2 separate regions of the Mus musculus genome follow, and region 1 is linked to region 2. The links are chromatin contacts, called in public Hi-C maps. All regions are on one chromosome and are shown on one strand. The core of a region is the stretch at or near the end of the contact, and the rest is flanking DNA. Distances in the headings are between cores, read along the strand shown. Region 1 overlaps Fbn1 (fibrillin 1). Region 2 has its middle 17 kb from the start of Dut.

Region 1 (3,065 bases), core at 145-2,644, 210 kb after region 2:
GATCCCTAGTTGCTAGAAGCAGTAACTACCCTACCTAGAGGAGACTAAAGGCTTGGCTAAGGGAATCATGAGTCCTGTTGACACTTCTCAATATGAGGCCATAGTTGGAAGCTGGAGTTTTGGCTTTTTTTCTGGTGTGTCCTATGTGTGGGAGTCAATTCCCAGTGGAAATGGCTCAGCAGGGAACAGAGGTCTGTCCCGACTATGCAGAAGCAGGAGTCAATGGGCTCTGAGCACTCTTAAGCTGTCTTCATGGAATGCGCAAGCCAGAGTACTCTTCCCCTTAGAGTACAAGAGAGTCCTCCCCACAGCCAACCTCATCTGTGAGAGGTCCTCGCAGCAGTGCTAAGAAATGACTACTTGGCTATGTGAGGAAAGGACATTTGTCTAAAGAGCTACAAATATTCAGAGGTCAACCTAGCCCGACAGCCGAAAAATGAAAAATTGAACTCCTATTCTTACTGCAGCCTCTCAGACACAAAGAGTTGAAAGTGATCTGCCTTTTCAAGAATCTTGCTCTCTTCCTGGAATGTCATAAAAGGCTCCATTTCTCCTGAGCTAGAAGATCCCTGCACCTCAGCACTCAAAGCCTCTCCAGTAGGGCCCTAAACAACCCATCAGAGCTCCCAGAACAGTCTCCTGACCTGGAAACAGATCATTCGGTCCCCTGACAAATAAATCTGAATGCCTACTATGAGTCATTAAAAATGCAAGGTATTCTGAGGTGGTCCCTTTGTGGAACCCCTCCTAACCTCTCCTGTTTCTTTGTCCCTAGCTCTCGGGGACCAAACTAAAGCTCTCATCAAATCCCACCAGTCTCCATCAGCCTTTAAATGCCTCTCTGTTTCTTTGCTCCTCTCTGACTTCTGCTCTGCCCTCCCTCCCAAGCCAGACGGGAGATGATGAAACCCTGCACATCTGGTTTGATGAGCAGACTGGAAGAGTAACCCAGGTTAAGAAGCTGCCCCGTGTGTCCCAGGTGCCTATATAGCTCTAAGAGGATAATGATTCAAACATTTTAACCTTTTTCCCTCCATCTACAAGCGCTAATAGCTCCCCCTGCTACAGACATCAAGCAAACCATGCAGACAAACGGTTACTTTAGGCTCCATTAAAGCCTCTAAGCCAAATGCTTTTTAACTCTAAAACAATCTACAAGTATAGAAAGGAAAAAATACGCTTAAGGCTTTGGATACTATTCTAAGTGGGTCAGGAAATGGTGTACAATTGCTTTAAAACTCAGTGCTATGCTTAGTTCCATGCTATCTTAGAAAAACAGCAAGGACTGGGAAAGGGCAGGAAATGACGTCATCCTTCGAGCAAACTCAGTGCACAAACTGATTTCAATTAAAGTGGCTCATGCCAAGGCCCGATTTCCATTCCCACACGAGCAACAAAGCCGCTTAGCTACTCTGCAATTTCAAACAAAAAAAGGAAAGAGTGACCAGTGGCTTGCACAGTGGCTTCCCAGTTACTTGTTCAAATTGAAAGTCAGGGCAAAATCTCCTTTCCAGGAAGAACAACTCTGTGTACACTGAAACGTGACAGATCAAAAGCCTCCCTTGATACAGCTTTCATTTCCTTAAACCCCCTCTTTCCAGTTGAAACTTCTCCAGGTTAAAAATATTCTTTCTCCTTTATAAAAAACAAAACCACCCTGTGAGACTTGGAAGGCCAAAAGTCATTGTGAGCCCAGTGGTCACGCTGCCCAGTGGGCCTTGGGGTTATCAGCAGAATGGAGGCCTCCATCACTGCTTTCATAGATGGGTCCTAGAGCTTAAGGAAAAAGTGTTCCTTTAAAAGTGGGAGCAAGCCTGGTATGTGGTTTGTCTGTACAAACACTCAGCACTGGGTAGACTGAGGCTGGCGTGTGGAAGTGTTGGCATACATTCAAGGCTAGCCTGGGCTACAGAGTAAATTCCCATAATCTACAGACTGAGACTTCATCTCAAAAGTTATTTTAGAAGGTGGGTGCAAACCTAGTATCTCTGACAAGGCTTTGCCTTTGCCGCCTAATCTGGAAATTGTTTAGAGGGACCAGACTATGAGTTCTACTCACACTCATAGGATGCAGTATCCATCAATGGATGTGCTAAAAAACCCATGTCAAGACACATGCCTAAACTCAACCCGTATTGAGATTTTACCAGAAACAGAATACTAAGAGAGTCTAAGCAGTCATTGTGCAAGTTGAAGCTGACCTGTGCAGTCAGACCCCTAATGAAAAAGTCCCATTAAAGATGGCCAGAGAACCTCTGATCATTTCACACCAGGATCCACAACCTAGAAGTAACAGACACGGCCCACATTTACCTGCAGCCACAAAAGGTCCCAAATAAGTATTGTATTCATTTCAGAATCGGTCCCTTCAATCACTCAACAAGCACCCACTGAAAATCTTCCATTGAGAAGGTCGCAGGAAGAGCTCAAAGCCTGTCTTTAGAAAGTGCGGTACAAACTCATTAAAATGACTAACTAGAAAGGAATGGCATGCATGCAGCACAGGAAGGGAAAGATGCAGGGCCAACATTTGGATCTCAACATCTCAACCATCACCCTCTAGGCAGGCTCAGCCCCCAGAGAGAGCATTAGGAAATTTTCAAATAAGCAACTGAATGTGTGCTTTAATTTCAGCACTGGGAAAAGCCCAAACAGAAAAATGAAATAGGCAGACCAAACTCTAGCCTCTACACCTGAGACAACAATCCACTGAGGTGGCCTGAGTCACTGCAAGACACAGACAGTTTTCATTTGGACCGATAATTCCCTTAGGTGCATAAACATCTGTGGGTGTCTACAGACTCACACAGCTTAAAACAAGGCCAGAGCACCTCCAAAACATAAAAGTCACCTGAGCTGTTCAGAAAAGTTTAGGTGAAGTATCATCTGCCATAAGTTTCCGTAAAGTCTGTGTAGAGAGAAAACTAATTCAACAAGTGTAAAGGATGAGTCTGGACAGCCTTTGGGTGCTCCTCCCTGTCAGTGTAAACACTACAGATCCCTAAAATGTGTTTTCTAGAGCCAAGCCTTTCAGAGAAGCTATGGTACAAGTATCTCTTCCTCTG
Region 2 (2,729 bases), core at 40-2,539:
TTTGGTTTTTCGAGACAGGGTTTCTCTGTATAGCCCTGGCTGTCCTGGAACTCACTTTGTGGGCCAGGCTGACCTCGAACTCAGAAATCCGCCTGCCCCTGCCTCCCGAGTGCTGGGATTAAAGGCGTGCGCCACCACGCCCGGCTCTACAGTTTGCCATTCTTAACAGTCTTTTTATCAAATAGGTTTTTTTTTATTTCCATCTTAGGAAGATAAAAGACTATTTGAGAATCAAAATAATTAAATATTTGTAAAATACAATATTGAAATTGTCATCCAGAGAAGCAGTTCTCAACCTGTGGGATGTGACCCCTTGGGGTATTTAACGACCCCGTCACAGGGCTTGCATATCAGACATCCTGCATGTCAGATATTTACATTTCGGTGGGAGGTCACCACAGCGTGAGGCTCTGTGCTAGCATTAGGAAGGCTGGGAACCACTGATGCAGAGGCTTTCATCCAGGTGCCCACTAGATGTCACTTTCTGTTTGCTTTTTAACTAAAAAAAAAAAAAAACCAACTCAATTATAAATTGAAGACTCCCAGTGGACCCAAAGCCTGGCAGAAGATGGGATGTAGCAACATTTGAGAGCAAATGGGCAGGAGTTGTTTGAAAAGTGAGATTATGTCCTTAAGGTTTGGCTGGTTGTGGACTTTGTCTAATCGCCCCCTGGCATTAGGAAGGCCGAGAACCCAGCGGGCCCTGCCCTCCTGCTGTGTTGAAACAAAAATGAAAATTATGCCAAGGAACTAGATTTTTCTTCCATTTTCTCTTTTCTTCTTCCCCCTCCCTATTTTAAGGAGAATGTGGCTTTTTCAAGAATTACCCTTTAATGAAATCACTTACAACATTTTAAGATCAAGTCTTCTTTGTTTGAACTTTCTAACCTTAAATTAAAACTGCCTTAATCTTAATTATCTGCGTGAAATGCATGTAGCAGGGACAAGAAGACTTCTAGAACTTTCCCTGGAGTTGTCTGAGGTAACCCACTTCATGTATTTGCCAAAAATCTAATAGCTGGATTCAGTGAAGGCCATGTCCCCAGTGGTTTTGTTTTGTGTCACAGCTGTTTGTTTATTTGTTTTAAGCTGTCATTGTATTTTGGCTGCACGACGGGTTAAATGCCTCGGTATTAGTAAACGTCGCAGGCCTGCCCACTTCCTGTCCCATCAAGTCTCCCCTTGTAAGAATAACAGTGTTCTTTTATTTGGTAGTGCACAGCGTGATGTTTTTGGCATTCCCAACGTTTTTTTGACTTGCAAAATTGTGTGACCTCGAGTGTGAGAGAGCTGAATGCTTTCCTCAGTACCTCACAGGGTTCCAATCTTCAAACGTTTCCTGGTGCAGATGTGAGAGAGCTGGGAGAGAATTATCAGCTTGCTTTGTCATCACAAACAACAACTAGGAATAATTGTCAGTATGTTCCTGAAAGGATGAAGCCCTGAGCACTTGGACTGCTGCTGCTGCTGCCACACTCTCCCAGCTGGCTCCTCTGGACAAAATGTGGCACTTGTATTTGCAGACATTTTATTCAGATCTTTAAAACATATTGTTTTCAAACCAACAGCCATGTTGGGGCTGAGGTTGCATTGCTACTCACGTGGAAGAATGGAAAAAATATCTGTATTGTGTGATCTTACATACCCAGCTCTGGTCTGCTGTCGGGTGGGTTCTGTAAGGCCATTGCACCAGAGGTCTGAACCAAAAGCCACCAGCTGACGCCATTTAAAATGCACCTGGTCTCTCTATCTCTTGGCTTATCTTTTCTTTTTCAGTAATGTGAGCATTATGACAGTGAGCATGTGGCGGACATCTCCTGCACTTAATGAGTGATGGCTGCTAATTATTTACCTCCAGATGTTGGGAACTAATTATATCCTGAAGAAAACAGATGGGGACAACCCAAGGTATCAGGGAGTACATCTCACAGTCACACCTTGGCTGCTCTGCCAGTGTTCTCAAAGTCTCCACCACCGACAAAAGTCTAAGTAATAGGAACTGGTGGAACTTGGTGGTGATAAAGGAACCTGCCAGCAGTCCTTAAGCCTAGAAATAGTTCCAACAGAGGCAAGCAGATCTCTGTGAGTTTGAGGCCACCCTGCTGTACAGAGTGAGTTTCAGGGCAGCCAGAGCTACAGAGAAAAACCCTATTAAAACAAACAAACAAACAAACAAACAAACAAGGTAGTCTTCTACCAAAGACCTTGTGATCAGAGTAACAGACAACAAGCCTCAAGGGTGATGTGGCAGCCATCATTGTAGCTAAAGCCCAGAGACAGCTGTTAACTCAGTCTTCTTGTTAAGCTTTCCTACGACTCCCTGGCCACCAGGTATGTTTTCTTTTCTAGAACCAAGTCCAAGGAGATTTGAATTGTATTACCAGGATTTACCTCATTTGTACCAAACACACACACGCCCCACAGCCAAGGGGAAGCCCTGCTGAGCTGCCCCCTTTATGAAAATCATGAAGTGTGCTGACACGTAGATACTGGTATAGTACACTTTGCAATCTTTACTTTTTATATGAAGTTATAATATGACATAATGAAATGCAAATTATGTTTTAAAGAAAAAGCCAACGTACATTAAAAAAAATCTAGCTTTCGAGTGAGAAATTGTGAAAACCCACTATGATACTTGTCAGTTGCTGGCAGCCTGAGCTTTGTTGGAGAGTGGTAATGCTAGCCAGGCCTGGGAGTCTACTGTCTGTGTTCTAACCCTGCCCTTC

What was found. A called contact is a pair of places that touch in the nucleus more often than the background predicts.
Region 1: a Hi-C map of embryonic fibroblasts shows a contact between it and region 2, with 2.9 times the contacts expected there. The contact joins two enhancer-like sites. A contact is called at or near these places in 14 of 39 promoter capture datasets (the 3T3-L1 cell line, 3T3-L1-derived adipocytes, HPC-7-derived erythroid cells and 9 more), 8 of 484 Hi-C or Micro-C datasets (B cells, the F1.1 cell line, LSK cells and 5 more), 2 of 115 datasets of contacts at active chromatin or transcription factors (the NIH/3T3 cell line and extraembryonic endoderm stem cells) and 1 of 9 other capture datasets (embryonic stem cells).

What each region holds. Positions count from the first base shown.
Region 1 is chr2:125,469,432-125,472,496 of GRCm38.p6, forward strand. All of the region lies in intron 4 of Fbn1 (fibrillin 1), which reads right to left. Among named protein-coding and RNA genes, the nearest start is that of Fbn1, 35 kb to the right of the region's middle. Within about 2 kb of position 1,395, at least 57 of the 459 cell types and tissues checked have an H3K27ac peak or open chromatin away from gene starts, as enhancers often do. A contact at or near this core is called in embryonic fibroblasts, where this site is marked.
Region 2 is chr2:125,262,777-125,265,505 of GRCm38.p6, forward strand. No RefSeq gene overlaps it. Among named protein-coding and RNA genes, the nearest start is that of Dut, 17 kb to the left of the region's middle. Within about 2 kb of position 1,290, at least 37 of the 459 cell types and tissues checked have an H3K27ac peak or open chromatin away from gene starts, as enhancers often do. A contact at or near this core is called in embryonic fibroblasts, where this site is marked.